Linked DNA regions of Sus scrofa: all the other regions are linked to region 2. The links are chromatin contacts, called in public Hi-C and HiChIP or PLAC-seq maps. All regions are on one chromosome and are shown on one strand. The core of a region is the stretch at or near the end of the contact, and the rest is flanking DNA. Distances in the headings are between cores, read along the strand shown. Region 1 has its middle 77 kb from the start of RIN2. Region 2 holds the start of RIN2 (ras and Rab interactor 2). Region 3 overlaps RIN2 (ras and Rab interactor 2). Region 4 overlaps RIN2 (ras and Rab interactor 2).

Region 1 (5,689 bases), core at 195-2,694, 79 kb before region 2:
CTGCGGTGTAGGTCATGGATGTGGCTCGGATTGGAACTCTAGCCCTGGAACTTCCTTATGCCACAGGTGTGACCCTAATAAAAGGGGGGGGGGAGAAGAGGGGAAAAAAGAAAATAGTGGTGTTTTGGAAGACTTGCCACAAGCTGGGTCCTGTTCTAGGCATGTTGCATGTTCTTTCCTCAAAACAGCCTTGAGGGACACTGTTTTTACCCCCATTCTAGAGATGAGGAAACTGAGGGACAGAGAGGTGAAGTCACCTGTGTGTCGTGGTGTCTGGCACGTGAAAGTGCTCGATGAACGTTAGCTGTTATTTGTGGAAAGGAGCCCTGTCTTTAAGTTGAGAATCCCAGTGCAAGTGTTTATGGAGCCGTGATGCTTAGAAACACGGCGAGGGAGTGTGGAGTGGACAGGGACCTGGGAGGCCATGCAGGGCAGGACTATGAGCAGGTGACCCCTGGGCGTAACTGGGCCTCAGTCCCTCTGGGGACCTATGACAGACTGTGTAGGATGTCTCCTGAGATTGTCCCACCAAGACACACGGAAGCTAGTGTATTTCTAGAAGAATTGTGGGGACCTTTTGAAGCCATTGTAAATGTCATGATTATATCCTGTGAGTTCCCCGTTTGTCCAGGGCAGGAAAGAGGGAGAATCTATGGGCACGATTCCCCTAGGTTCCTGTACTTTCTCTTTGTCCTCTGTGTCAGCTCTCACTACGCAACAAACCGCCCCCAGGTGCAGCGGAAAAATTAATACTAAGCATTTATTTCGCTCTTGCTATAAAGGTTGGCTGCAACTTGAGGCTTAGCTGGGCATCTCTACTGACCTTGGCTGAGCCAGCTCACATGCGGGTGGGGAGTGGGAGCTGATCCAGGCTGGGCTGGGCGGCTGCTTCTGGCTGGGGTCCAGCTAGCCAGCTAGGTGTGGCTTCTCACTCTCCACCTGGCTGCATTCTGAGTCCAGGCTAGTGGGCAGTGGTGGCCCAAGGGCAGCTCTACTTGTGACCATGGCAGGGGCAGGGGGTGCAGGTGGAAACCCAGAGGCCTCTTCATTGATGTTCCTGCCTCTTGTATTGATAAAGCAAGTCGCATGGTCAGACCCAAGTGAGGGGCTGAGAGGCAATCTCCGCCTGTCCTGGGGAGGTGTCTGCTGTTGGCCTTGGGCAGGAACCAGAAGGCACTCAGCTGCTACCAAATTGGGCAGATACAGTGTGAAATGTAAAGCATTTTACCAGTGGCATCTTAGTTATAACTTGGGGCAAACCCCCAGATCCTAAGTGATAGTCTCAGTTCTTAACCGGAGATACATGGTCATTAAAAGCTACACAGGCTCAGCTTGCAAAAACCGCTGCTATCTCAGACCTTTGCAGGGGTTTCTGCCTTATCTTGTGTCACGGCTTGGCTCCTCGTGGACTCAGGAGGTGTCTGGCATTGTCAGGTTCCCTCAGTGACAACCTGCTATGTTCCCGGCAGCTGCCTAAAATGGCTTGACTTGGCATCCCAGAGCCCCAGTTGCTCAAGTGCGTCAGAGTGAAATAAGAGCAGCCAGTGGGCTGAAGAAATTGTCAATTCTATTTGCTGTGTGTATTTCCTACAGTTCCGGAGGACGCTTTGAGTGCTATGAAAATGTCATTTCTTTGCCTCGCGCAGTACCTTGGCTCTCTCATCTGGCACGAACAAGGCTTAGCTGGAAGAGGAGGCATCACTTTTATGTTGGTTGGAATTAGCAGAATCTACAGAACTTTTTCCAAGCTAGTATGGAAAAGACTTGCCATTTTATGCTTTTTGTGAGTTCTAAGTCATAAACCATATGCTGAGGGCGGCTTGACTGCTGTGTTCTTGGCCCCGTAGGTCTATGGAAGAAACCTAAGCCTTGAACGATTAAACGTCTTTCCAAACACTCTTAAGTTATTTATGCTGTGTTCACGCGTTGGCCAGGCAAGCAAGACCCTGATCTAGTGTCTCCGTGAGGGCACCCTGTTAGGCCCAACAGAGCAGTCTAAGTAACCCATCACTGCAAGCATGGGCCTTGTCCATGCTGTTGAAATGCCTGTGGCCTTCGGGGCTTGTTTCCATCTTTGTAAATGTGCAAGGATTGGGCAGAAAGTACCAGAGGTGTGAGCCATTTGGTGTGTCACGTCTGGGTGGGAAGGATGGCGGGGGAGTGGAGAGATGAGACAGAGAAGGGAAGCGGTTGTGTTAATGAGCCTCTTGCCACTGTGGACAGCTGGGTCAGGCCCATGAGGAGCTCACCTTAGAGTTGCTTCACCCAGGGAGTGAGGACCCCCAGGAATTTATCCACCAAACCCCATCCATCACTGGCGAAGACCATTCCAGGGGCAACCATCCATCACTGGTGAGGACGATTCCAGGAGGCAGTAGCTCCTTGGTCTTTTGGTCCACCCATGAGTGAGCCACGCCTGCTCCTCAGTCTTCAGATCAAGGAGAGCGGCAGGTACTTGCAGTAGGAAACCCTTGATGGAGATGGGTGGATGCTGAGGGCGTCTGGGTGAGGCACCCTGGGCATCTGCTACAGAGTGTGCCAGACAGTTTGAGGAATGGAAGGAGGGAATTTGTGACTTTTAAGTCTGTGCACAGCTGAAGCTAAATCCCTCTGAGGCCTTTGGACAGAATGGGAAAAGGAGAGCATGGTTTTTTTTTTTTTTTTTTGGCATGGCTATTTACTTAAATATTATCACAGCCATATGATGAAACATTGTACAACCACTGAAAAAGAACTCGCTGGATGACACAAAACTGTCATCAAATTACAGTTTTGAGTAGAAAAAAAGCACAGTTCAGAACAACTATGGCTCTACCCATTGTTTCCAGGGTTTTCCATTATTCCAGAGTGGTTGATCCCAGTAGCTTTGAGGTTTCTTTTTTTTTTTTCTTTTATTTATTTATTTTTTAATATTTTTTTATTTTTTATGTTTTTAGGGCCACACCTTGGCATATGGAGGTTCCCAGGCTAGGAGCCAAAGAGCTGCAGCTGCCAGCCTATGTCACAGTCAGATCCGAGCCACATTGTGACCTATGCCACAGCTCATGGCAACGCCAGATCTTTAATCCACTGAGCGAGGCCAGGGATCAAACCCGCATCCTCATGGACACCATGTCTGTGTCTAAACCCGCTAAGCCACAGCAGGAACTTGATTTGTTTATTTTTTACTTCTTTGTTGATTGAATTCCACTCCTTTGTTTTACATTCCTAGATAACTCATTACTGAGAAATTCAATGATGCCAATTGAGAGACGCCTTATAATGAAGCAAGCATCCTAGTTGCAAAGATAATGTGCACTTTAAGCAAAAGTTTTAACATTTCATTTGGCATTTATTTAAAAAATTTATGGGAGAATAGTTGGCTTATAATGTGTTGGTTTCAGGTGTACAGCAAAGTCAATCAGTTATACATTTACGTATGTCCGTCCTTTCTCAGATTCTTTTCCCGTATAGGTTGTTCCAGAATACTGACTAGATTTTCCTGTTCTGTGCAATAAGTCCTTGTTAGTTATCTATTTTATATGTAGTAATGTATATATATTAATCCTAAACTCCTAGTTTATCCTCTGGCCCCCCATGTTTCCCCTTTGTAACCATCAGTTTGATTTCAAAATCTGTGAGTCTGAAAATCTTTTTTTTTTTAAGGGCTGCACCTGCCGCATATGGACATTCCCAGGCGAGGGGTCAAGTTGGAGGTACAGCAGCCGGCCTATGCCACAGCCACAGCAACTTGGGATCCAAGCTGCATCTTCAACCTACATCACGGCTCACAGCAACGCCAGATCCTTAACCCACTGAGCGAGCGAGGCCAGGGATTGAACCCCCGTCCTCATGGATACTGGTCAGGTTCATTACCACTGAGCCACAAAAAGAACTTCTAAAAGCTTTAACATTTTAATGTCTGATAGTATTCAACAAAAATTAACAAAGGGATATAAAGGACATTTGAGATTGGGTGAGAAATACTATGTTGGCTCCTTTTTTCTTGTAACAAATACCAACTTTATGAAAAGCAATTTGTTTCTTTTTTATGTAGCTGCATTGTGCTTTATGCTCATTCAATTTGGCTACAACTGGTTTTATTAGGCTTTGTTTTGAAAATCTGCCTTTTTTTTCTTCTTTGGACTCTAAAAAGCAGAAGTTCCAGTGACATGCTCAGTGTGGCATTTGCTGATGTGTAAGTGTGCGTGTGGTTTTCATTTCTAGTTGTTTTTTCTCTCTCAACCTTTTCCTTTAGTTAATATGAATCACGTTGTATTTTCTGCTCTTGATCCCTGATTCATGCCATTCACTTCCCCCCCACCCCGAGCTCCCACACCAGAGTCCTCTGGGAAGTGGATTAGTCACCGCCCAGCCGGGTACCTCGCGTGTTGTGGCCAGGATCCACTCCAAACCCTGCCTTCAGGAGGAAGGTCAAGGCCAGGATCCTCTCCAAACCCTGACTTTAAGAGGAAGGTGAAGGCCGCTGTAGCATCTTCCTCTGGGGAAATACTAAGACTTCAGTTTGGGGGTCTGCATGGCTTGTCACACTCCCTAGAGTCATCTTTATGACACAACATACAGACAGATGGGTGTGAAGAAAGACAGAGGGTCTCATTTAATTCAGAAGCTTTTCAGGCACCCATGTGCCCTCAGGAATCAGACATCTGAATTGATCAGAACCCCTTGCCTGCAGCATGTGCATCATGTTTGCGGTTGGGCTGAATCTTACTTTGTGGATGTGATTTTTAAAAACTTGGAACATTTATTTATCTCTAGTATATCTTTATCTGATCCACTAGAGACTGACTTCAGAAATTTTCAAGCCAAAGGAGTTATCGTCTTAGGCCAGACTTACAAAGACATTCTCAAGGTGCCTTAATCATGTCAATAATTGTTGGTAGGTTTCGACTTGCTTTTAGCATCAGGATTGACAGCTTGTGACCACCTGTCCCCAGGGTGTAGATGCCTTCTTCTGTCCTTTTTTTTTTTTAGAGCTGCACCCAGGGCATATGGAGGTTCCCAGGCCAGGGGTCAAATCGCAGCTGCAGCTCTGGTCTCTGCCACAGCCACAGCCACGTCAGATCTGAGCCATGTCTGTGACTTACACCATAGCTCATGGCGATGCCAGATCCTTAACTCACTGAGCGAGGCCAGGGATCGAACCCACATCCTCATGGATTCTAGTTGGGTTCATTTCTGCTGAGCCACGACGGAAACTCCCACTCTTCCTCTTGCTCGCACCCAGCCTAAGGCTGCCATGGCCGTGACCTCTACCATCACTGGGACGCTAATATTCCTATTCAAAGTGAAGCCTCTTCAAGTTGGAAGGAACTAGGGCAGCTGAAGAGCAGGGACCACGGATTAAGCAGTTTGATAAACCCAACCAAGTGTCAGAAGGTCAAATTCTGCTCTGTGCCCCGGGCAGCTTTGGGGAACTATTTTTGCTGCCCTGGGACTCAGGTTTCTATGAGTCTATTAGCAGGAGCAGTAGGAGACAGAAAGGCCAACAGAAACAGTGCATCCAGCTGAGCATTAGGCGTGGTTGACCTGCAGTCAGAACTGGGTCTACCGGCCTGACCACGTATTAGATAACACACAGAAGTCTAAGTCCTCAACCTTGGCAGTAAAAAGGACCCCCAGCCCTGGCTTCCGAGACCACAGAGCTCTTGTCTGGAAGGTCTGCTGTCACACGTCCTGCTGATCATCT
Region 2 (6,184 bases), core at 1,909-4,408:
TGACTCAGGGTCTCGAGATAATTTATTCACACTTTTTAAAAGTGTATTAGGAGTTGTCTATGGCTCAGCGGGTTAAGGATCCAGCGTTGTCGCTGCAGCAGCTTGGGTTTGATTCCTGGCCTGGGAACTTCTGCACTCCATGGGTGCAGCTAAAAAAGAGAAAGAAAAAAAAAAAAAAAAAGGAGTTCCCATTGTGACTCAGCAGTAACAAACCCGACTAGGATCCATGAGGATTCAAATTCCATCCCTGGCCCTGGTCAGTGGGTTAAGGATCCGGCATTGCTGTGAGCTGTAGTGTAGGTCACAGATGTGGCTCAGATCCTGTATTGCTGTGGCTGTGACGTAGGCTGGCAGCTGTAGCTCCAATTCAACCCCTAGCCTGGGAACTTCCATATGCCTCATGTGTGGCCCTAAAAAGCAAAAAAAAAAAAAAAAAAAAAAAAAAAAAAAAAGAAAAAGAAAAAAGAAAAAGAATGTATTACTTAATCTATTTTGTTAGCAGTGTAAACTCAGTCCCAAGAGCCACCAGGTCAAAAACCTCCAATTAAGATTAACCACTTACGTAGATACCTTCACCATCATGGCCAGAGAACCTTGGAAGGAAAGCTGTAATCTCAGTGCACACAGGTTGACAATAAACCTGAGGGGACCTGGAGGGTGTGGCTTCCCGCCCAGTGTGTCCTTTGGGCTAAGGGCCAACAAGGTTGATGGGACTTCTTCCTTGTACGTGTGATCCCAGCACACGTACACCGGGTGTGAGCACTTACTGCATGGTGCTTTTCAAGTCAGGAGGTTAAAAGATACATACTTTTCGGGGGCTGCTGAAAGAGAATGACCTTGGGGTCACTGCATCATCCCTCTCATCCCTGTTCCGGGTGGGCTGAGTGCACCAGCCCCAGGGCTCAGGGCTCAGGAGGAGCTGTCCCCTAGGAGGGACAGGAAGAGCCAGAAGGCTAATTCTTGGATGGTCTGAGGGCTGAAATGAGGGCACTGGGTGGAAGGCGAGAGAAGCAGCCTCCCATCCCAGGAAAGAAGGAACTTCTAAGCACCGCTGCCCACGTGTGTCCAGGGTGCTTTCATCGCACGTGGTGAAGGTGTCCATGCCTGGGCTACCCTGGGCACCAGCGGAGTTTCTGCAGGTGGATGAGGCCAGAGCTTCTGTGAGACACCCATGTTCCAAGGATGCAAGGGATGGACCTCCCTGGAATTAGCCCCCCGGGACAGGCCAGTCCTGTGAGTGGCAGAAATGCGCAGTTTACCCCCAAGCACCTTGCTGAAAAAAGAAGAAAAATTATTATCCTCCATCACTCCTGACAATTAAGATAGCTAGTAGCACGGTTCCTAATTCTGTTTAAACTCTGCAATCAGGCAAGGGGCCTGGGAATGTAGTTCTTTGCTTCTGATTTCTTACCTCCCACAAATTAGTTTCTCTTTTCAATGAACAGTTGTCACGATCTTAAAAATGTTTTGGGAGTTCCCGTCGTGGCGCAGTGGTTAATGAATCCGACTAGGAACCATGAGGTTGCGGGTTCGATCCCTGGCCTTGCTCAGTGGGTTAACGATCCGGCGTTGCCGTGAGCTGTGGTGTAGGTTGCAGACGCGGCTCGGATCCTGCGTTGCTGTGGCTCTGGCGTAGGCGGGTGGCTACAGCTCCGATTCAACCCCTAGCCTGGGAACCTCCATATGCCGCGGGAGCGGCCCAAGAAATAGCAACAATAACAACAACAACAACAAAAAAGACAAAAGACAAAAAAAAAAAAAATGTTTTGAAAAGTTCATCTGATGACTGAGAGCAAATCAATGCTGGTCAGTGGTACAAGATGCTCAGAGGGAAAAAAAAAAAAATTAAATTCACTCAAATCGTCAAGCCAGAGGCTGGAGTAGAGCTTTTCTGTCCAATTTGTACAATCCGTGGTAATACCAAGATAATTATGGAAATATTCAGAGATCTTTCCTGGATCCAGACACAGAACCGCCCCACTGGCTTATACCTCTTTGTAAAGACGAAAACCACTTAAAAGAGAGGACCTGCTGTTATTGGAGCCACTCAGGGAACCAGGAGAAAAGGTGACACATTTCTCAGGACTGGCCTCAACCCGACAGGTCCCCAGGGGTGAGTCACTTTTTCCGACTTCAGTGAGTTTGACTGTGAAATGATTGGAGTAGTGAGATCTTGTTTACCAAAGGACTGAGGCTACTTTGCCTCGCTTCATTCAACTGCTGGGAAAGAAGAAAGAAGGGGGTGATGAGAAAGCTGCTGTGGCCGACGTTCGCAGCAGCAGGTGATAAGAATCCACGACTTGCAGAAGCCGAGTTTGTTTTAAAGCAGACTAGTGAGTGGTGGGTGCCTGTGTGTACCTGCTTCTGCTTTGTGGCTTTGCTCTTGTGACCAGAAGTGGGTGCACTAGGAAGCGTCTAGGCTGACTCAGTAAGTCCAAGACGGGTAGGGAGGGGAGGAGGTCCCTCTCGGGGGAGAGACTACCTTGCCCAGATCTGGCCCCTGGCCAGTTAGAGCAAAAGCTGGTGTTTTGCCAGAGACTTAGCTCCGTGGATCAGTGAACTGGAAATCGGGCCCCGGGTGTCCCAGCCTCCATCGGCCAGCCTGCAGCCAAGGTCCAGGTGGGGGTGTCCCAGCGTCCGTCCTCAGCTGCTCCTGATGGAATGCACTGGAAAGCCAACCTGGAGCCCAGCCAGATGACTCTGCATTCTGGATGCTGAAATTCCAGGATGGACTTCACTTCCTTGGGTCACTCTTGGGGCCACATAGAAGCCACAGTGAGGCTTTCTCCAAAGTGGCCGAGTCGGGTGTCCAGGGAGAGAGGAATACTCACTTCCTGCCTTTGTCCTTTCGCTGGACTGCAGCAACTAGCTTCGTTTACATTCTTTCAGTGGTGTTATTGAAAAGGCTTGGCAGCTCCAAAGTGTTTGCAGTGTCCTTTAGTCCCATTAGGGCTTTCTCTCTCTCTCTCTCTGTCTCTCAATGTCTCTCTCCCCCTCTCTCCCTCCCTCCCTCTCTCTCATTCTCTCTGCTAGCTTTTAGCTAGCATCTGGAAAGATCCACTGGACGTGCTGGGCTCCTTGTTGGGGAATCCACTCTACCTTTCAAGAAAACCAGGAAAGGCACACGCTTCCACCGTTTAAGTCTGGAGGAATTTTACAGCCTCTCCAACTACGGTACCTTTTCTGTTTCTTAGTCTAGCCTGTTACTGGGATGGTTTCAGGATGAAACTGCTGGCGTAACCCCTGAAGGGTGAAGGGGTGGGAACCACCAATGGAAAAAAAAAGTCTCCTTTCAAATTGTATAAAATTTCTGCCCATGTTGAGTTAAGGTGTTAGAGGCTATGGTTTGGGAAGGAAACTAGTGCTGCTACAACAGGAAAGACCCGAAACCCAGACTTCTTCAGGGGCCCTTAAGAACTTCATTTTTAAAAATTTGAATGCTGTGTGATGTGCCATCCATTTGGATTTCATCCCGTGGGAAGGACCCGCCATGGCCCCTGGCAGCCTGCTCTTGTCACCTGCTCTCAGCTCCATCGTGGAGCGGCCTTTTCAAGAAGCAGAGATGCAGCGTGGTATCTTCTGGAAGAAAAGTGATGGACCTGCCCGCCCCACACGGAATCCACACTGGATGTTTCCTTGAGGACCCCTTAAGGTGGAAGTGTGCACGTGCATTCTTCAGGCAGCTAATTAAACATCAGCTCCTGGGATCCAGACTGCTCTGTGGTTATAGGCAAAATTCTCTGCTTGCCATGGCTCATCTGAAAGGGTTTGTACATGGAAAAGTTCCGAACAGAACAAAGAGACTTGGGTCTGGATGAGGAATAAAGTCTTGGCTCTCGCCGAGCCTTTCTGTAACTGCTATGCGATGTCAAATTCCTTGCCGAGAAAAAGCGTCTGGAAGAAAAAGAATTACAGGCATTAGGCTCAGTTTCAAGGAGGGATTTGCGTGTGTGTGTGTGTGTGTGTGTGTGTCTGGATTGAAACAGTTAATCATTTGCTTCCCAAGGTTACAGTGTGGCTGTGGTTGTGTTCCTTGTTCCGCACAGAGCACTGTGTTTCCTTCTGGAGTCGCTCCAGCCCGTGGACTTTGCTCATAAGTGATGGGCTTCAGAGGGCTCGGAGCTGGGGCGCTGTACAGCCCGAGAGCGTGACTCTCAGAGTCAGCAGGATCACAGTGGAGAGCTCACCGTTCGGAATGTTGACCTTCATCCCAGCAGGATTGCAAGTGGAAAGAGTCACAGGGGAGACACTGCGGAAACTTTAAAGGGACCAAGCCTCGGAGAAATGACCGAAATAGGTGACAGCTCCAGAAGGAGGGGTGGGTGTGTGCTGCCTGCTCCTTTTCTTAGCTGACATTCCATGGTCAGCGGAACCCCACCGTAAACATAAACAGAGAGGCAGTCATGGACTGAAACGTGCCTCGCTCCAAAGATCATTGCTTCCTAATGTATGCAGTTCTCTGCCAAATAATTGTGCTTCACCACTTGCTGAGATGTCCCTTGGTGCCCCTGCCTCTCTGTCCCCAGCTAATAATGAGACAGCCTCAGCAAATGGGCAGAAACTCCTGTGATTTGGGTGCCTTCCCACCCCACCCCTGCAGCTGAACCCCTTTTAACATCCACAGATATGTTTTCATTTAACTTCTTTTGTTGTCCTTCCACTGGGCGCTGGTTGTGCTTAGGATCAGCTACCTCTTGTGCCTGTTATGTGCGCTGGAAGGCGGCTTTGTAATTGTGCCTGGTCCTGGAAGCTGGTCCAGGAATGCTCGCCTGGGCATCCTCAGTACACGCTGGCTGAGGCGAGGCCAGCAGCCTGGGGGCGTGCGCGTGTGTGTGCTTGTGCGTGCGCACTCAATTGCGTGTGTGTGTGTGTGTGTGTGTGTGTGTGTGTGTGTGTGTGTTTTATTTAGAGGTGGACTTGGAAGGCGTTATAGCCGAGAGAAGATTATTGGATTATGATGCTCCAGTGAGGGCAATTCCAAGCTCAAATAGCCACAGTTATGATTCAGGATCAATCACGCCCTGAAATTCCCCTCTGCGTTCCAAAGTCCGCCTCCCACCCCCTGCGTCTTGCATTATCCTGGAGCTGCTTACGTGCTCTTTCTTACCCAAACTGATCTCTGTAAACAGGGACCCAGGATTTCAGCCCCATCTTTGGTTTCTCAGGAGAAAATAGAGGGGTTTCTTCCCAGTGCCCTCGTGTTGACCTTGCCTGGGGGGAGAGGGGCAGCAGAGCTAAGGATGACCTCACCCCATTCCTGCAGGATTTCCTGAGACATGGAAGGGCTCATTCTTCCGCTGTCCTTCCGTGATCAGCCTCCATGAGCCTCGGAGCAGATTATGGTGACATCTGATATTGTCCCTTTAGGACTTGAGCGTGAGGTCAAGCAAACCCACAAAGCAATCATTATGCTTTCCGCCCGTTCCAGAGAGCTTCTGCGTCAGCTGGAGGCACGGGAGGTGGGCCAGTGAGGTGGGGCACAGTCTAGGAACTGTGCTGTCTGAGGCAGGAAATCAGCCTGAAAAGAGATGGAAGGGCTTTGGTGGGAAAGAAAATGGCACTCTGTTGTTGATGGAAAAAGATCTTGGCAGGGCTGTTGTTGTGCGTGTTCTGTGGCTTAGAAAGGAGTTTCCTGCAGGCTGGACTAACCATTAAAAATATCTCTACCTCAGGAGTCCCAGACGTGCAGTGGAGCCTTGCCGGGGGAAATGTCAGCTTGGACCATGGGTGCCCGCGGTCTGGACAAGCGAGGAAGTTTCTTTAAGGTAAAAGGCGGCCCTGATTGGGGTGGGGTTGCTAATCGGCGGGGGGCGGCGGGGGGGCCTTCCTCTCTGAGCCAGCTTTGGCCTGCAGCCTGCCTGAGCGGCTTCGAGCAACTCCCAGGTTTTACAGTAGCAACGGGCTTCTGTGAGTCAGTGCTTCCAGAAGGGGCTAGGACCCCAGGCTTGGGGAGTTGCCTGTGTGAGACAGTTGAGGCAGCCTTTCTTTGTCAGCTGCTCACCTGGTCCTTTTTCAGCTGGATGTTTCTTGATGGGAGCTGGACTTGGCATTCAAGTGACTCAGGGCGGCTTATGTGATTTACACTTTGCTTGATTCTGTGAATCACTTAAATGCTCACTTAAAAAAAGAGAACCACACACAGATGCCTGGGCCTTACTCTAGATGGGCTGGTTTTTTGGTTTTT
Region 3 (5,951 bases), core at 1,950-4,449, 89 kb after region 2:
CAAATGGAGGTTCCCAGGCTAGAGGTCAAATTGGACCTACAACTGCTGGCCTGTGCCACAGCCACAGCAATGCAGGATCCAAGCTGCATCTGCAACCTACATCACAGCTCACGGCAATGCCAGATCCTTAACCCACTGAGCAAGGCCAGGGATCGAACCCTCAACCTCATGGTTCCTAGTCAGATTTGTTTCTGTTGTGCCACGACGGGAATTCCATAGAACTGCCATAGTCTTTTGAATGGCAGTTTGGGATTCTGGATTCAGGACCAGGATTCCCATCTCCTAGGAAACTGTGATATTTGACCCAACAAATAAAAAATCTATGTGTTACTCCTTTGGCAAGATTTCCTCTCAATCTGAGGAACTTGTTTTGAAACAGGTGCTGTTGCCAAGGGAGCCCATAAAATTTTGTAGGGAAGCCTGGAGGTATATTCACAGTCAGCTCTGAAATTTGGATGCATCTGTGTTGAGTGAGGCCTGTCTGATGGGCCATTGGGTTGTAGGACTGGGAAACAGAATCCTGGTAAAGCTATCAGGGCCTTGCAATGTCCCCACTGCCATCTCTGCCACCAAGCTTTATGCACCTTTGGAGAGAATTTAGAGCATTTCCTGAGTTGAAGGTAATATAATCCACTGGGTTGTTGACCTCCTAAAGACATGCCCTGGGTCCCCATGACCTTTGGTGGCCTCCTGGCTCCGTGGTCGGCCTGCTGTGTGTACATCCTGCCAGGGGCCCGAGGACCCAGGTAACAGGGATGGTACTTGATGTCCCTGTGAAGGGCAAGCAAAAGGAATCCACTCTGGTGGCCACTCTCCAGAGACAACCAAGCTCTCATTAGTGTATATTCAGCTTGTTAATTGTCAACATGCACTTTATCCATTTTGTGAAGAGACAGTGCTTCTTAAAATTCTGTGCCTCATTTATTTGTTCATCCAGCAAGCAGTTCTGGAGGGTCCACTCTGTGGCAGGCACCACGCCCTACAACCAAGGGTCCCTCCCCTCCCCCGCTTCCCAGGTGTACAGTCTGTATGGGAGACTGTACCTGGGAGCCAGGTGTGCTAAGCTTTATAAAGGCCTACAGCTCAACACACCAGGAGGCTAAGGGGGGGGCACTGAGGAGGTGAGAGCGGTTCTACCCAGGCCAAGAGAAATACGAAAAAGGCAAGCCAGTGTGTACTTTTCAATTTTCTAGTAAGTACGTTAAGGAAAATTCAAGGGGGAATTCATTTTTTATTATTTCATCTTTTAGTATGGTATCTGAAATGTTATTGCAATACATCATCCATGTTTTTAAAGTAGTAATAAAACATTTTACCTTCCTTTTTTCACACTGAGTGTTTGAAATCCAGCATGGCTTTTGTCCTTACAGCACACCTCTGTTCAGGCACTAAGTTTTAGGGGGAAATGCATGGATCTCTATTTAGATTTCCTCAGATTTGCAGTTGCAAAAGTGGCCAACCTGGCATTCTCATTGTGGCTCAGCAGGTTATGAACCCGACTAGTATCCATGAGGGTGCAGGTTCGATCCGGGGCCTCACTCAGTGAGTTCAGGATCTCGTGCGGCTGTGGTGAAGGCCAGCAGCTGCAGCTCCAATTCAACCCCTAGCCTGGGAACTTCCATATGCTGAGGGTGCAGCCCTAAAAAGACAAAAAAAAAAAAAAAAAAAAAAAGTACTCACATACCCAGGTTCCAAACAAACTGATGCTTCCCAGTAACTGAATTGAGTGTCAGTTTTGACCTTTAAGTTGATTTCCATGAAATAATATGGAAAATTGAGTCCCTCCATTGCACAAGCAAGATTTCTAGCGCTCACTGGCCGCAGGTGACTGTTGGCTGTCCTGTTGGACAGCAAAGAACAAGAGGGGAGGAAGACAAGAGAAAGTGGCGACTGAAGAGGCACTGCCAGGCATTCAGGGCACAGCTGGGGCAGAGCGGGCTCCAGCCTCAGCTTCTCCCCAGGCCCAGAACTAGCCTTTCCGGGTCCTTGGGAAAGAAACAGCTTCAGCAAACACAAAACAGCAAAGCTGTGGAGAGAGAATCACCTGTTCCAAATGAAAATGACCCCATCACTGCCTCTTTCCGTTTGCATGGAGCACAAGAGATATAGGCAATGTAGCTGCAGGAAGCAATGGGCACCCTCCCCTTCCAGAGAAGGATGAACCAAGCATGAATAGCCAAGGCCAGGAGGCTGCAGGATTGGGAAGGATGGGCAGCAAACCACAAATGTAGATGGTCAAACTTGCACTCAACCTTCGTGTAAGCTGGCTGTCCTGTTTTTTTGCTGATGGGACCCATGAGTGTATTTTTCCTCCTTTTGGGTTTTAATGCTGAATGTGTAAAACCCCAGGCAGATTGTGTAACATCCCCCAGGCCCAGCTGCTGGTCCTGCCCATTAAGGGGGAACTGCCGAGCCCTCTGCAGAGGGCAGCCAGGGAGACGGGGATCAGAAAGGATGCCGCTGCTTTGCGGGCAGATGTGGTCTTCGTGGAGCAAGTGGGGAGCCCCGTGGCCTTTGCCCAGCTTGCACTGTCATCATCCCAGTTCCTTTTGCCTCACCTGGGGAAGCCTGGGCCAGCTCTGTGCGCGGCTGAACCGTCTCCCCTGGGCTTTGACGGTGAAAAGCCTCCAGGGCCTTCCCAAGAGCCCGCAGCTGGTCCTGGCAGCGTTTCTACCCTTTCCAGTAAAGGAATGTAGTTAAAGCAAAGAGAGAGAGAAACACACTGCAGTGTAGCGCCTCCCCTCCAGAGCCGAGTATTGCCCTGCAAGTGTGCTTTTTTTTTGTGAAGGAACAGCCCGAGTGCACTGTATTTACATTCTTGTGTTCACTGATAATGACTTTCAGATTTTTGGAGCTCTCCAGCTGACAGCAAACCCCCAAACCCTCCACCTCCCCATAGGCCTCTCTCCTCCGACGGCGTTGGTCCTGCCTCCCGCCAGCTCTGCCTTATAAATGGAGTGCATTCTATCAAAACCAGGGCGCCTTCGGAGCTGGACTGCAGCCAGACCAACGGAGCCCTCTGCTTTATTAATCCTCTTTTCTTGAAAGTGCACAGCCAGGACCTCAGCGGAGGCCCGAAGCGGCCCTGCACCCGGACTCCCAGCGCGAATGGCACGGAGAGGCCTCGGTCTCCCCCGCCCAGGCCCCCGCCACCCGCTATTAATAGTCTGCACACAAGCCCTCAGCTGCCCAGGAGCGCGGTCCCGGCGAGCATGCCGGAAACAGCCAGCCATCACCCACATGGGAACGTAGCTCTGCTTGGATCCAGACCAACCCCCGTCCCTCCACCCCGGCTCAAGAAGCAGGCTTCTTTTCTGGAGGCGGAGGGCGGCGCAAAGACCTTGACCGGCGGCCGGCCTCGCCTGGAGCCTGAGGGCCTGGCCCGCAGCGCAGGTGGGGCCCCGGCAGCAGAGGAGGTGCTGTTGGTGGTGGAGGAGGAGGAGGCCCCGGGGATTGCACAAGGGCCCGGGCCGCCGCTGCCGCCGCCGCCGCCTCTGCATCCCCATCCCAGCCCCCGTGGCGAGGAGGCAGACAGAGGCTGAGTGACATGAGCATTTCCACTTCCTCCTCCGACTCGCTGGACCTGGACCGCAGCATGCCTCTGTTTGGCTACGAGGCGGACACCAACAGCAGCCTGGAGGACTACGACGGGGAGAGCGACCAGGAGACCATGGCCCCCCCCATCAAGTCCAAGAAGAAGAGGAACAGCTCCTTCATGCTGCCCAAGCTCGTCAAGTCCCAGCTGCGCAAGATGAGCGGGGTGTTCAGCTCCTTCCTGACCCCGGAGAAGCGCATGGTGCGCCGCATCGCCGAGCTGGCCCGGGACAAGCGCACCTACTTCGGCTGCCTGGTGCAGGACTACGTGAGCTTCCTGCAGGAGAACAAGGAGTGCCATGTGTCCAGCACAGACCTGCTGCAGACCATCCGGCAGTTCATGACCCAGGTGAAAAACTACTTGTCCCAGAGCTCCGAGCTGGACCCCCCCATTGAGTCGCTGATCCCCGAGGACCAAATAGGTAAGTACCCACCTCGCCTTTTTTTTCTTTATTATTAAAACAAGCAAACAAACAAACAAAAAAAACTGTAGCCTGGCCAAACAGTGCATCCTATGTCAGTTGTCTGGTAGTTTTCTCTGGTGTTTGAAACAACAACGCACTCTACCCCCGGGCTGATTTGAACTGGGATCGCAGCTGCTTGAGGCAGACGTCATATTATGCCTGACTTGGCTGCTATGTGCCAGGTTTGGACATGTTTTGGGGAACAATCGATGGGAAGGGCAGAACGGCTCTGTTTGGGGATGGAGCTTGCCTTCTGAGGGTCCGCTTGCCCCCTGATTTTGTGCTGTGTGTGTGACCCCCTGTTGAGTGTTTTCTGAACGTGCGTCTCTGCAGGCTCTGCAACCACAGAAAGGTGTCTTTAATGCCTTCTAAGAGGCGGCGGGTGTTTTGTGCTGCTTTGGTTGAAAGTGCCTGTTTTACATTCAGAAGAGGGCAGAGCTCATGGCTGTGTGGCTGGGTGAGTTTCCACAGTGACCACAACTGTATAACAAGCGCCAGCTCAGCAGAACATGACCCACGTCCAGAAGAAGCCCCCTGGGGACCCCCGCCCTGCCGCCTTCTCCCCAAAGGGTAACCGCCCTGCTGGCTTCCAGTCCTAGAATTCAGTAAGAAGCACTGTTTGGCAGTAAGGGAAAAAAAAAAAAATCCAAAGGACAGGTTTGTTTTTGTGTTCTTTTTAAATAAGTAACATATTTGGAGGTCACATGAAAGGTGTTTTCTCCCAAGTCAAGGGGAAATTCTTTCTTCATAACCTCCTTGAAGGGCTGAGTTGCTAATCGTTACTTTGGCCAAGGGAAAATTGGATTTGGCAAGCCGTCTTTTTTCCAGGGCGAGAGTGTTAGGGGATTTTTTTTTTTTTTTTTTTTTTTTTTTAATTTCAGAAGGTTGACTCTGAAAGGCTAATTTCAGAAACTTCATTCACTGGGCAGCAGCAGCCAAAAGAGTTACCAAACATTTCCAAGCGGTTCATAAAGCAAAACCCAAATGTCTTCTTTCTGATTGGGTCTGTTTGTCAAAAGTAGTAAACAGTGTCTGGTAGCAAGTGCTCCTTCTCTTTCCCTCCTCCCTCCCTCTCCCTCCTCCCTCCCTCTCCCTCCTCCCTCCCTCTCTCTCTCCTTTAAGTGAGTTTCAGCAGCTTTTTCATTTTGTCGCAAAGAATCAAAGCCGTGTTTGTTTTCCTGGGGCTTGCGCCTGGGCTGGCAGGGCGGGGCTAGGGCTGGGGTGCTGAACTGAAGGCTGGAAAGAATGTGCCCCAGGATGAGCCTTAATGATAGAAAAGCCTCAGGAAGACGGAATAGGCATGCAGACTGCCTCTGTCCTTGTCCCCGCCAGAGCCTGCTTCTCAGGAGAGACTGACTCAGAGCCTGAACCTACAGGAGTAGCTTCCTCTGGGGGCACCCAGGCGAGCGAGGCGGGCGCTGATGTCAGCACTGGGCTATGCAGCGGGCAGCGCCAGCCAGCCCACGGAGACTAGGCCCCTCCCTGGGGACCAGGCCTTCCCTTCCTTCCCCGCCGCTGCTGCTCTGAGTATCCGGCCAAAGGACCAGTCCCGGGAAGCTCTCCTGCCAGCTTCTTTGAGATGGAGGTTCACATTGGGTTCTTGGTCTTGCAGCAGGAGATCTCATTTTCTCCAAACACAAATTTAAATTTGGCCAGCTGCTGCTGCTCCAAGAAGGATGCAGCTTTCAGTTTAAAATCTAAGGCCATAAGGAGAAGGGAAGCTGACATCGAGGGCATCCCTAATTTGAACCAGGCCACCTATCTAAGCAATTGCAGTGGGTCCTGGCCTGAGCCCTGTGACACAGGTACCTGTGTGCCGTAGGGCAAGGCAGGGCTCTGCCAGGTGCAGCCTGGTGTCCCAGGGCCACCCCAGCCAGGAACTAGCGCGTGAAG
Region 4 (5,554 bases), core at 2,923-5,422, 110 kb after region 2:
CAAAAAGTACAAGTGTCACTCTGGTGTCCGGTGAATTAGTCAACGTGCAACAGAGTAACAGCACCAAAAAAGTCAGTGGAGGATGCCAGTTTGTAAAAGATTGAGCCCAGGGCAATGGATATAGATTCAGCCTCAGGAGGCTGAGTTCAGATCCTAGCTCTGCAAATTAACCCTGGGCTTTGGCCGCTGGCGTCAACCTTCCAGGCCACAATTCTGCACCAGTCATGAATATGACCCTATCCTTCTTCATAAGGTGGAGAATAGTTGGGACAGTGCACACATAGCCCCAAGCATGGTGGAAATACGTGTGATTATTCCTTGTTATGACTTCATTTTGACCTTCAATGAGGGTTCACGTCAGTGATTTACAGTGTATGTCAGAAACTTGGCTCATTTAGTCCTAATGTGGCTTCGTTACAGCCATTCCTTTGGCTTTCCTTTTGCTCCAAGCTGAAGCGGGGTAACAGGAATTCACCTAGTCAGCCCTCTGGCTTCCCCTGCGCTGCTGCTCGTAGATGCAGGAGCGACCCCGATCCCCCTCAGTGATGAGCCCTGCAGTGCTTGCAGCTTTTCCTCTGAGCGAAATGCAGCAGAGAGAAAACCCAGGCTCTGTTTACCATGGCTGGAGTGAGATAGTCATGTGGCGGCCCTTGGCAGATTGTTGGGAGATTAGCATGTGAGCTCTGGGGCTGGTAATCAGAGCAGATGAACATTGTCTTTGAAATGGGAAGCCTACTTCACAGACGAGAAATGTATTTCCTGTCATTCCTGAAGTCATTTTTAAAAAGTCCCCCAATTTACATCTGCACAGAATTCTGTCTCCTCAGGCACAGATTTTCAGCCTTAGCCCTAATGACATTAAAACCGGATTACTCTGTGTTGTGGGGCCGACCGGCTTCCTGCAGGATGTTTATCCACATCTGGATGCCATTTGCATGTCTCCCCCCACCCCCACCCCCAAGTCATGACCTTAAAAAAATGACTCCAGACAACAACAGATTCCTTGGGTGGGGGGGGCGCAAAATCACCCCTAGTTGAGAATCTCCATTGTGATAAAAAGTAGCAGTGAGGGCATTCCGGTCATGGCTCAGTGGTTAACAAACCCTGACTAGCATCCATTAGGACATGAGTTCGATCCCTGGCCTCGCTCAGTGGGTTAAGGATCCGGCGTTGCCATGAGCTGTGGTGTAGGTCACAGACATGGCTCGGATCCCACGTTGCTGTGGCTGTGGTACAGGCCGGCAGCTGTAGCTCTGATTTGACCCCTAGTATGGGAACCTCCACATGTCTGTGGGTGTGACCCTAAAAAGACCAAAAAAAAAAAAAAAAAAGTAGCAGTAAGGACAATAAAAAGTAGCAATAGGAGGAAACATTTTTGGCATATACTAATCATATGTATCTATTCAATGTATACTGAGTTAGCACATTTTTTTTGTCTTTTTGCCATTTTCTTGGGCCACTTCTACGGCATGTGGAGGTTCCCAGGCTAGGGGTCTAATCACAGCTGTAGCCGCCGGCCTACGCCACAGCCACAGCAACGCAGGATCCGAGCCGCGTCTTTGATCTACACCACATCTCCTGGCAACACCGGATCCTTAACCCGCTGAGCAAGGGCAGAGATCGAACCCACAACCTCATGGTTCCTAGTCAGATTCATTAACCACTGAGCCACAACGGGAACTCCTAGCACATTTAAATAAATGGAAGACAGAGAAGGAGACAAATTATTCCTTATTCAAGTTAGGTCCTGTCATTATGTTCATGATGACTTTGCACAGAAGCAACAGAAATAAAACCAAAAGGATGAACAGAACAAGCAGACCCCTGGCAAATGTTTCATCATATCATTTGCTGAAAAGTTAAACTCTTTAAAAGTACGCAGGAGTTCCCTGGTAGCCTGGAGGATTAAGGACCTGGCATTGTCAATGCTGTGGCTCAGCTTCAATCCCTAGCCCAGGAACTTCCACATCCACATGCCCTGGGCACAGCCAAATAAATGAATAAAAATAAAAGTACTCTATTCTGTTGCACGCATTGAGGCACATCCTGAAAATGGGGAGAAAATCTTTCCTGTGTTCATTGTGAAGTTGTGAGTGGGTTAGGTCTCGGACCACATAGGATTCCATAAACACCCACCTCTTCCCCTGAGCAGCACACTTCCCCAGCATGACTCCCCGCCGTCTAATAAAAGCAGCAAGTAGGATGTGAAAGAAAGACATGTTGGTAAAAATAATCCCGTCTCCCCCTTTCTTCCTGCTCCCAGGGAGGATGTATGGAGCTGACGACTTTTTACCCGTCCTGACCTATGTCATAGCTCAGTGTGACATGCTGGAACTGGACACTGAGATCGAGTATATGATGGAGCTCCTGGACCCGTCCCTGCTACATGGAGAAGGTACCTGGGCTTTGGAAGAAGTGGGAGGAACTGGGGGCTCCTCTTCGGTTTCACTTTCATTTCTTTTTCCAATTTGGTGAAGTTCACACAACACACAACTAACCATTTTATTTTATATTATTTTATTTTATTTATTTATTTTGTCTTTTTTCCATTTCTTGGGCCACTCTTCACGGCATATGGAGGTTCCCAGGCTAGAGGTCCAGTCGGAGCTGTAGCCACTGGCCTGCACCAGAACCACAGCAACGCAGGATCCGAGCCACATCTGCAACCTACACCACAGCTCACAGCTCACGGCAACGCCAGATCCTTAACCCACTGAGCAAGGCCAGGGATCGAACCCACAACCTCATGGTTCCTAGTCGGATGCGTTAACCACTGTGCCACGACGTGAACTCCATAATTAACCATTTTAAAGTGAACAGTCCAGGGTTTCCATCGTGGCTCAGCGGTAATGAATCCGTGAGGATGCGGGTTTGATCCCTGGGCTCCATCAGTGGATTAGGGATCTGGCATTGCCGTGAGCTGCAGAGTAGATCACAGATACAGCTCAGATCTGGAGTGGCTATGGTGTAGGCTGATAGCTACAGGTCCAATTTGACCCCTAGCCTGGGAACATCCATATGCCGTGTGTGTGGCCCTAAAAAGAAAAAATAAATAAATAAAAATGAAGTGAACAGTCCAATAGCATTTAGTTCATTTGCTATTTTGTGCAATCCTCCCCCTCTCTCTAGCCCCAGAACATTTTTATCCCCCTCCCCCAATAAAACCCCAGACCCATTGAGCACTTATGTGGGTGCTTTTTTGACTTCTTCAAGGTTAACGGTCATTTTAATTTTGTTCATTTAGAAGAATGTGCTTTTTTTCCAATTACAAAAGTAATATATGTTCATCACAGAAAATTTGGAGAGGTCAGAAAAACACAAAAAATGTAACCCTGCCATAATTATCCTTCATAAGTTGGAATAATTTCAATTTAAAAAAATCCATTCAATAGAATAAATGACATTTTAAAAAAGAACTGGGAGTTCCCTTCATGGCTCAGTGGAAATGAATCTGACTAGCATCCATGAAGACGCAGGTTCGACCCCTGGCCTCGCTCAGTGGGTTAAGGATCCCGCGTTGCCATGAGCTGTGGCGTAGGTCACAGATGTGGCTCAGATCCTACATTGCTGTGGTTGTGGCACAGGCTGGCAGCTACAGCTCTGATTCAGACCCCTAGCCTGGGAATCTCCATGTGCTACGGGTGTGGCCCTAAAAAGATGATTAGATAGATAGGTAGATAGATGATAGATAGATAGATAGATAGATAGATAGATAGATAGATAGATAGATAGATAGATAGATAGAAAGAACTGGTTTCTTTGCTTCCAAGAGGAAGCTATAAACGTTTGTTGGAGAATATTTCTACCGCCAAAAGAATGGCCTGCTGTTGTATCAGTAAATCAGATGAAGGCTTAACTTTTGTTTCCATCCTTAATTTTTTTAGTTTGGTTTTCAAGATGAAAACAGCATTGATTTTCTGTTTAAAAAATAGCGTCTGCTCACTGGTTAACATGAAACTACAGTGGAGTAGAATGGGGACAGTTGGCTCTGAACTTGCTCTGTCTGGTGTTTCCTTCCTGTGTCTGCCTGACCCTAGCATGTCTTTGCAGAACGTCCTCCCCTTACACACGGGTTGGTATTTGATCACAGAACCAGAGTGTGTGTCACTGTCGTGCAGGGACCTGGAAAGCAGAAATAACCAGGACTCTTATGAGCTAGTCTTCTCAAAGCAGAGTGGGTCGGGGCCTGTTCAGCCTTGGGCACCCTCACAGTCCCTTTGCACATGTCCCCGTCTGAGCCCAGGCCACCCGGAGCTGTGATTGTTGCATAACAATTTTTTTCTCACCAGTGACTTTCAGTCTGGGCGTTGAGCGAAGAGGCCCCGTGCCAGTGGAATGCCCCAGGGAACGCACCATCCCAAGATTTTCCCTGGAGGAAACTTCAGTGCTGTCACTCCAGTGGCCTTAGTTCCCTAAAAGTCCTCAGGGCCTGGCTCTTGCTCAGAGGGTCTGTCCTTCCAGGAGTCCTGAGGTCCCCCTCCTCCCTGTAGGGACAACGCTGAGTCAGGATCGGTGGTGATTGATAGCCTTCCATCCTGTGACTGAGCCTCTCTGGCCCTTCCCCCTCCTCTGTTAATTTCCCCTCATTAGTATTCATGACCCTGGGGCTGGACCCTTAGGGATGGTCACCCAGACCCGACCTGGAGACCTGGAGCCTGCCTCTCCTGCTCTGCCCTGGGGCTGCCCAGGCTGGGCAAAGGCATGGGACTTCGTCCAGACACCAAGGGGAGCAGGCTGCATTTCCATCCAGGCTTTCCTTCCATCCACTGTGTTATTGTTACAATTTTATTTATTTTACCTTATTTATTTATTTATTTATTTTTAGGGCCGCACCTATGACATATGGAGGTTCCCAGGCTAGGGGTTGAATTGGAGCTGCAGCCACCAGCCTAAACTTACAGCCACAGCAACACGGGATCCGAGCCAAATCTGTGACCTGCATCAGAGCTCACGGCAGTGCCGGATCCTTAACTCACTGAGTGAGGTCAGGGATCGAACCCGTCTCGGATATTAGTCAAGTTCATAACCCTTTGAGCGCCACAATGGGAATTCCAATGATTATTACAATTTTATATGCATCTGGGGTTTTTCTGAGCTTCAATCGAGTTTAATTCTAGTAATAAGTATGCTGAATTCTTGGGGCTTTGAAGGAAAGTCATGCCAGTTTGCTCAGAAAAGTGCCATTCTGCTGCTGACAGTGGCTACTTAGGGCCACCATGTGCTTGCTTCCTGTGGCCTGAGGGTCGAGACAGACACTTCCTGCTGCCTTTCCCAATGTTTCCGCAGCACGAGGCACTGCTCTGGGTGCTCTGCTGCTGACAGATGGGCAGGTGGCTGTCTTCCCCTCCATGAATTGCAGGGAAAGACTAGGACCCAGTTACCCAACATACAGAGCAGCCAGGAAGCTTGGGCTTTCACTGGAGCCTGCCTCCACTCAGCTGCCTCCTGGCTTTTTTGCCTCTTTCCTGGGCCAGAGTATTTAGCTGCTGAGATCTTGAAGAACTGTCTCTGGTCAACAAGTGACAACATTCAAGATGGCAAGAGCAGAAGTTCC

Evidence for each region. Hi-C and Micro-C count contacts between places; a contact is called where the count stands out from the background. HiChIP or PLAC-seq counts read pairs in DNA pulled down with a chosen protein or histone mark.
Region 1: an H3K27ac HiChIP or PLAC-seq map of skeletal muscle shows a contact between it and region 2, with 2.5 times the contacts expected there. The contact joins the enhancer-like site here to the promoter of RIN2 in region 2. A contact is called at or near these places in 7 of 47 Hi-C or Micro-C datasets (embryonic fibroblasts, fetal heart ventricle, heart right ventricle and 3 more) and 2 of 2 datasets of contacts at active chromatin or transcription factors (alveolar macrophages and skeletal muscle).
Region 3: an H3K27ac HiChIP or PLAC-seq map of alveolar macrophages shows a contact between it and region 2. The contact joins the enhancer-like site here to the promoter of RIN2 in region 2. A contact is called at or near these places in 1 of 47 Hi-C or Micro-C datasets (embryonic fibroblasts) and 2 of 2 datasets of contacts at active chromatin or transcription factors (alveolar macrophages and skeletal muscle).
Region 4: a contact with region 2 is called in a Hi-C map of skeletal muscle, with 2.6 times the contacts expected there. The contact joins the enhancer-like site here to the promoter of RIN2 in region 2. A contact is called at or near these places in 11 of 47 Hi-C or Micro-C datasets (alveolar macrophages, embryonic fibroblasts, fetal heart ventricle and 4 more) and 2 of 2 datasets of contacts at active chromatin or transcription factors (alveolar macrophages and skeletal muscle).

What each region holds. Positions count from the first base shown.
Region 1 is chr17:27,861,032-27,866,720 of Sscrofa11.1, forward strand. No RefSeq gene overlaps it. Among named protein-coding and RNA genes, the nearest start is that of RIN2, 77 kb to the right of the region's middle. Within about 2 kb of position 1,445, at least 10 of the 83 cell types and tissues checked have an H3K27ac peak or open chromatin away from gene starts, as enhancers often do. A contact at or near this core is called in skeletal muscle, where this site is marked.
Region 2 is chr17:27,938,175-27,944,358 of Sscrofa11.1, forward strand. It overlaps RIN2 (ras and Rab interactor 2), which reads left to right and starts at 3,159. Exons shown (of 13, transcript XM_021077420.1): 1 at 3,159-3,174; 2 at 5,673-5,765. The coding sequence starts at 5,709.
Region 3 is chr17:28,027,047-28,032,997 of Sscrofa11.1, forward strand. It overlaps RIN2 (ras and Rab interactor 2), which reads left to right. Exons shown (of 13, transcript XM_021077420.1): 8 at 2,845-3,409; 9 at 3,445-4,016. Among named protein-coding and RNA genes, the nearest start is that of NAA20, 40 kb to the right of the region's middle. Within about 2 kb of position 3,200, at least 58 of the 83 cell types and tissues checked have an H3K27ac peak or open chromatin away from gene starts, as enhancers often do. A contact at or near this core is called in alveolar macrophages, embryonic fibroblasts and skeletal muscle, where this site is marked.
Region 4 is chr17:28,045,444-28,050,997 of Sscrofa11.1, forward strand. RIN2 (ras and Rab interactor 2) reads left to right here. Exons shown (of 13, transcript XM_021077420.1): 11 at 2,264-2,395. Among named protein-coding and RNA genes, the nearest start is that of NAA20, 22 kb to the right of the region's middle. Within about 2 kb of position 4,173, at least 10 of the 83 cell types and tissues checked have an H3K27ac peak or open chromatin away from gene starts, as enhancers often do. A contact at or near this core is called in alveolar macrophages, liver and skeletal muscle, where this site is marked.